2 separate regions of the Ovis aries genome follow, and region 1 is linked to region 2. A link is a contact called in public Hi-C data. All regions are on one chromosome and are shown on one strand. The core of a region is the stretch at or near the end of the contact, and the rest is flanking DNA. Distances in the headings are between cores, read along the strand shown. Region 1 has its middle 58 kb from the start of AKAP6. Region 2 holds the start of ARHGAP5 (Rho GTPase activating protein 5).

The links. Hi-C and Micro-C count contacts between places; a contact is called where the count stands out from the background.
Region 1: a Hi-C map of hypothalamus shows a contact between it and region 2, with 2.2 times the contacts expected there. The contact joins the enhancer-like site here to the promoter of ARHGAP5 in region 2. A contact is called at or near these places in 3 of 16 Hi-C or Micro-C datasets (hypothalamus, liver and tail adipose tissue).

What each region holds. Positions count from the first base shown.
Region 1 is chr18:40,416,131-40,419,533 of ARS-UI_Ramb_v3.0, forward strand. No RefSeq gene overlaps it. Among named protein-coding and RNA genes, the nearest start is that of AKAP6, 58 kb to the right of the region's middle. Within about 2 kb of position 1,716, at least 16 of the 54 cell types and tissues checked have an H3K27ac peak or open chromatin away from gene starts, as enhancers often do. A contact at or near this core is called in hypothalamus, where this site is marked.
Region 2 is chr18:40,266,228-40,269,887 of ARS-UI_Ramb_v3.0, forward strand. ARHGAP5 (Rho GTPase activating protein 5) reads left to right here and starts at 2,221. Exons shown (of 7, transcript XM_060401788.1): 1 at 2,221-2,289.

The sequences.
Region 1 (3,403 bases), core at 466-2,965, 150 kb after region 2:
TTTCGATTAAAGGAACTAGACTTAAGTATAAGAGGAAGCAAAGAGTGGGTAGAGATGGACTCTAGAGAAGATGGAAGAGGGATGCTCCCTTCCTTCATTTTGTTCATCACGCAAATATTTATTGTTGAGCTAGTATTCAGTGAGAATTCTGTTCTAAGTACTGGGAATGAATTCATACTAGGTGTGAATAAAAGGGAGTCCCTACCTTCACGGTGCTTGTATTCTTCGTGGTTGCCTAATGGTCCCATAGCTCCATGCTCCGTGCTTACGTTTTTTAAGCATAGTCTGTTTACAGGCAGAATGTGATTTGAGGGCATGGAAAGTACCTACTGTTCAAGATCGTGTCTGCTCCAACTGGTCTTTCCTGAACTTTCCAAACCAAAACCCCTTCAACAAAGATCTGTTTTCCGAGAGAAGTAATAACGAAGTCAGATACTTTGGCCCCACAGTTCTTGTCTGGAGAAAATGAACAATCTGATAAGACCTGGAGGGATGGGGATAACTCTGGCACCAGCCAACTGTGGCCTGAGGGAGTTTATTTTTCAGAGCCAGGGTTTCCTCATCTTTGGAAACAGCGATATTAATTCCTCTGTCAGAGCCTTTCTGGCTCTAATATTCTCTTTTGCATGGCAGGCATCATCCTGGAAAGCACTGAGTGTGGTGCGTCCCTGGGAGCACTGGGTATTTGTTTGGCAGTACTTGGGGCAGGACCAGATAGACTCTGAAAAAAAAGGAGATTGTGGAGAAGGAGCATGATTTGAAAGTCAAATTTAGGCTATTTAAAAAATGTTTCTAGGGCATATATTCCTGGGACCATTTTCTGACTAGAAGTTGCCTAGAAGGGAGGGTGGTAGTATAGATATGTTTGTTGCAGATTTTTTTTGGAAGCTTAATTACTGGCACTTTTGAGGATACTAATGAATTTTTTCAAAGATTCTCTACAAAACTCATGGTCATAGATCTGACCTCTGAGCTGCAGCTGCTGCTGTAAAGAGCTTTAGGATTTTCTTGTAGTGTGGAGTACTTTCTCTTTAACTCTGCTGTTCAGGATAGAAATGGAGTACCACAGGCTGGTAGTCTTTGAATCCTAGAGAGCAAGTGACCTACTTACTTACTATTGTGTCTGAAATATTCAATTAGAGCATATTTTAGGAAATACTTTTTTTAGCTTGGAACATGATTTTTCTTTTGTGAAAACACACTCCAGTAGAGACACAAGATTCGTTTTCTTGGCTGTTCTGACCCACCGTGTCAGAAGTAACTTCGGATACTGTATGACTTCTCTCCTTGGAAAGAGGCAATGTAAAATCCATCAGCTTCTTTAGTAAAGACAGTTCATAACTGTACTTTTATAGGCACATGTGATAAAAATTAATTAAACAGATTAACAAAAGCTTTCGGTTTAGAATTTTAAAAATACATGAATTATTTGCTAGACTTTTCTAACATCTTGAAGCTGTTGATCCTGGTCCTTGCAGTTTATGGGTCAAGCTTTCTTTGCCTTGTGGCCTTTCCCTTTGCAGAGAGTTTCAGCCTTTCTGTGAAGTACTGTGTAAACAGGTTTCTGGATGAAGTGTGGGTGGGACTTTTTTCTTTGTGAAATTTCTTCTTTTAAGACTTAAAGAAATCATACCCGGGACCAACCAAGAGGCACAAGCCCCGGGTGGCTTTGGAGTTTTCTATGTGTGTGTTCTGCCATCTGCTGGAAAAGGATGACCAAGCTGCAGTGTGGAAGAGGGTGCGCACTCCTGCCCCCTCCATCCCTCTCCCAGGGCTGCGCAGAGGGCACAGCAGAGCTTGTAAGTCGCCAGGACGCACTTGTTTTTCTGTTGGATCCCCTTAACTCATACGTGGGGTTATCTCTCAGGGATTTCCCTACCAGTCTGCCGAGGTGAGGGCCAAGCCACTTTCGGAGCCTGCATCACGGGATCCTCTGGCCTCATTCTTTGGGTACACAGTACGTTCTGGGATTGCCGTGAAGTACTTTTCACTGGTTTAAATTGGAACAAAACAGAACATTCAGTCTGAGTAGGGGGCAGGGTGTGATGTTAGTAGGCTGATATGTTTAGGAAAGGTCAACCCTTTTTCTCTGAGATCATAGTCTCCCTCCTTTCTGGTATTCAAATGCCCTTTTACAAAATGACAGTAATAGATGAGAGTTATCATCTCAAGCATTTATTTGCAGGGTGAAAGTAAAAGTTAGCAACTGTGAGTCAGTTTTTAAAAACATTTTCTTATGTCTGTGAGATCCCAAAGTCTGGGTTTGCTACTCCCTGTGGTCACCTTACTAGAGTAGAAAAGTAAGGTCAACAATCCTCAGCAGTAACTTCCATATTTTCCCTGGCAAATCCTCCATGGATTTTTCTGTGCTGTGACCCACATAGAGACACAAAAATAATAGCATGGTAGAATGAGGATAATGTCTCCGCACTAACTGGGTCGCTGCTTTATAGATGGATTTTGGTCTATAGTAAATGCTTGGCCTTGTTTCACACCCCTTTGGATCATTTTCTTCCTCTGGAGTTCTCCATGGGATGTGACCTTCCTGGCTGGATGTGTCTGTGAGACTCCCCTGGGGAAAGACTTCGATTTTTGGCCGCCAAATCCTCAAGGCAACGGGGACAGGATGTGAAAGCCCAACCTTCCTGTTTCTTCTTAAGATTTCTCAGAGGCTTATAATCCTTTCAGAAGATTTTTAAATGGAAATATGACATTTTGATATCTATTAGTTAGACGATTCTAGTAACTGAAGTAATGAAACTGACCTTCTTCTTTATTAAGGTTTATACTTATGGAAACATATGATTTTCCCCCAGTATGTTTTAAAGCATTAATTCAAATAAAATTATAAAGATTAAAGAAAAAAATATAAGTGAAGCTGCTCTAATTAAGGCAGGTTTGGTATTTGGCTCTGTGGACCCTGAATTGAAAATTGCTAGTGTGTAAAAATTGAATAGAAATTTATTTTTGAGGATTATTTAGCTAAGAGGGCAGATAGTTGAGATCTGAGTAGGTGGAGCCTGGGAAAGTAAGTTTGTACAGAAGCCAGAACACGTGGTGTCTTCATTGGAAATAGATGTTCCCAGAGAATAAACTTTTTTGTATATTTATCTGTTGATAACAACTGCTTCTGAATGAGCAAGGACTTTCAAAATTGCAGGGTATGAGTTTCCTATGGACACACACAGAGGCTTGTGACCTAGAGGCCATGTGAAGAAGGTGGAACAATCCTCCCCAGTTACGTTTTCATGGGCCAGATTGTTAGAAACATGTCCAAGAAGTGATTTCATAAAACTTTGGAAAATTGGCTGAAAACCCTGGCAGATCTGTATCATCTGGTAAATATTTAGGACCTAGTGTATATTATTTTCAAGGAAAGGAAATAAACTGTAGGAAAAAATTT
Region 2 (3,660 bases), core at 971-3,470:
GGAATGTTGATAACATTTTTTATGGCTGTCATCTCTTTTGATCCTAAGCATGTGAATACTTTGTTAGGATGTGTTAAAGAACTAGAAATTTGTGGATGATATTTAAATTAAAAACCTAAAATGCCCGACTGAAATCTTATTCTGCTAATTTTTTCAAAGTAAATGAAGAACAAAGCTTTGGGTGATTTTAATTATCCAGTGGAGAACAAGTGCTTAAATTTTTTCCTTTTTAGATAAGAAGAGTAGTTGATCCAAGAGAGATTGGTAATATTTACTCTTATCTCTCCAGAGTGTTTCTGTGTGTATGTAAAATGATAAGTTACTTATTTTCTCAAAGTTTTTTTGTTTTGGGTGGGGAGGGTTGGTGTTTAAAGCTGTTTCCCTGAAGGCATGGTTCCTAATCAATTTTAAAATATACCATATTATCCTTGAGTTTTATTTTCTGCTCTTTATAGCCTTTATTTGTATATATCTAAGCATTTATAACCGTAGAAGTTTGACCCCCTTTTTCCATTTTCAGATTTTTATTTATGCAGAAAACTGTACGCTTTCTCTTGCGAGAGGAGCAGATACAAAAATTAAAATGATATAAACTTGTTAGTTATTTGTACTGGTAAGCAGCTCACCAGTGTATTAGTATTAATAAGGAGCAAAGTTGTAAAGTTGACTCCTTAAATCACGATGGATAATATAGAAGGACTAAAGAGTAAAAACAATGTCAGTTATGACAACTATCATTTGAAAACCATGGCTTCCCCCCTTCCCTGTCCCGCTTCATTTTCTTGTGTCTATATTATGAGAAAAAAGAAATTTGAAAAGTCTTTTTTTCTCTCCAGTCTTATGTCCTGATTCTTCGGTATGATGTCCTGGTTTGAAGAAAACAATAATATATAAAGAATGTTAACACCTTTAAAAGCCCTGATTTGACTTTGGTTTGTACTGATACATGCCATGGTTATGAAATTTCTGATTATTTAGGAAATAATTTTTACATTAGGGTGGACACCCTATTATAGTACTTAATACTTCAACATCAAGTATTAAATTATAGCTTTGAATTGGCTTCTCGTACTTTTAGGAACTTTTAATACAAAGGTCAAAAAACGCATTTAAATGCATGGGCTTTCCAACCTGTACAAGTGATGTGTGTATTAAGGCATTAGTACTGCATTTTGATGGGTCCACTCTCTAAAATTTCCTCCTCTCTTTTTCTTCCTTTTTTCTATATTTTCTTTCTTTGCAAGTTTTCTGTAGTGTCCTTTTTCCTTGCCTAGGGTTTATAACTGAAAGAAATAAGTACCTATGTACCTCACTCAACCTATTTGGTACCATTCAGATGCAAGGGAGTGGCTGGAGGAAGTAATTGTAGTCATGCCTTTTTAAAATTAGGGAGCAAGAAACAGAGAAATTAAACATCTCTTCTGCTTCTGTCTATTAAGTTTACCTTAGAGAAATACGGAGTAGAAGGGCAGGGGTATGGAAGAAAGGAACAGGACTTCTGCTGAAATTCTGTGGCAGATTTACAGACAAATATTTTCTAACTGATTTTTACCAAAAGGCAGTTTTGTTTTTCTTTACTGACAGACCCTAAACATACTTCTGGTTGGAAGCAGCTGCATCATTGTAACACTAAAAAGCAACCTTGGCTAACTAAAGTACCTTATGTAACATAAGAAATAAAGAATACTTTAAATTTAAAAGACTTTTTTATATGTTTACTGATGATGAACCGTTTTCAATGCAGGAAATAAATCTACTCCCAAAAAGAAATTGGCCCCCACATTACTTCTTTCTTTTAAACGTAACAAATTGGGGTAGATTTATGTTTTTGCTCATTCATTCTTTCATCTGCCGGCAGCTATTTTAAGAACTATGTGTAAGACAGATTCTGATGACCTTGGGAAAGTCACAAGACCTCAGTTTCTTCAGTGATGAAAGAAAAGACATTTTTCCACCGCCCTTTAACCACGACTCAATGCCAGTGCTCAGATAAGAAATACGCCAAAAGCCCAGGGTACCTCCAAACTTGTGAGATTTCTACGTCTCCAAAAATATTGACTATATTTGAGACAGTATAATAAGAGCCAGGTGACCGATGGTTCCTAAAGGTTTGCTCAGTAGTAGTGTGAGCAGGGGTCTTCTGGGCCACCCCGAATTCAATCCGCCCCATGTCTTGGCATCTCGCTCAATTTCCTTAAGAATGGATTAAACCGAGGGCCTGCCTCCGTCCCTGTGCGGTGTCGACGGAGAAACGGAATCTTCTTGCTCCCATGGAGTTTTGCTTTCTGGGTGAGTACGGCACCAGGTCCCGGGCGGGTGCCGTCTAGTTGGCCAGCGATCCCAGGCAGGAAACTGGCTGCACACGCGGGAGCATGTCCCCGGGAACGAGCTTGGTGCATATATTTTCCTCTCTTGAATTCTTTAATACTCAGACAGCGTAGGCTGATTTATCGAGAATCATTCAGTGCCCATGCGATGTTTTGTAACGGCTAACACAATATCAGGTCCCTTTGCAGTATTGTGGTTTGCTCCCAGTTACGGCCAGAAACCGGAACAGAAGGAAAGGGAGAAAGCAGGGAAGGTTCGGAGACGACAGTGCTCAGAGCTGCATGGTCGGCAGCTTCTAAAGCGTGGAGGATGGGACGGAGGAGGAGCAGAATACGGAGAAAGGGGAAAGCAGAGGAAAAATATTCACGCCAATGGGTAAAAGGGAAAAGGTGAGAAGGAATGGAGTAGGAGAGGGAACCAATGGATGGGAGAGGCGGAGGAAGAAGGGGGAGGGGCAGAAGCCAATGGGGGAGCCGGGACGCGAGCGAGAACGCGGCCCCGCGCGCTCGCTCCCTCCCTCCGGCTCCGGCGCTCGCGCCTTCCCAGGCTCCCGGGAGACGAGGGCAGGGGCGGGGCCCAGCCGGGCGCGCGGCGCGGGAGGCGTCGCGAGGTGAGGGCGGCGGGGGCGGGGGATTGTGGGGAGGACGGTGCGGGTGCGCGCGCGCGCGCCCCGTCGAGGTTGCGCCGCCGCTCCGCCCCCGGCCGGGTGTGTGGCAGCGCGCGCGCGCGCGTGTGCGTTCCGGCGGTGCGCGCCGGGAGAGATGCTGAGGTAAAGTTCGGGAGAGAGGGAGAGATCCGTCAGCGCGAGGGAGCCCGAGTGGCCGCCATTACTGAGCCCGGCGCGGCGGCGGGCGCCGGGGAAGGGGGGAGGGACGGGGCCGCCGCTGGTGGCTGGGAGGGAGGGAGGGTGGGTTACCCGGCCACGGGAGCCGTAGGGCTTGAGGTTTCGGGGCGTGTGTGTTGGGGCGGGCTGGGGGAGGTGGCTGAAGGGACGCGGCGCTCGGTGAGCGCGCCAGGGAAGAGAGGCGAGCAGAGAGTGGAGGAGGAGGCGGCGGCGGGAGCGCTCCCCAGGAATGTCGCTGCCGCCGCCACCACCGGGGCCGCTGCCGTTGAGGAGGAGACGGAGGAGACCGACGGTGTTAGGTAGGACCTTGCGACTCCCCGCTCCTCTGGGCCTGCCCGTTAGCCCCCTCCCCGCCGGGAACCCTCCCGCCGCCCACTGCCCCGCTCGGTCGCCGCCGCCGGTTGTAACCAGTTCAAGGGGCTGGGGCCCCGCCGCCGCGGAGGGGAGCCCGGCGCCGCGCTCTGTCCTCGCAGGCCGGGGCGGGGAGC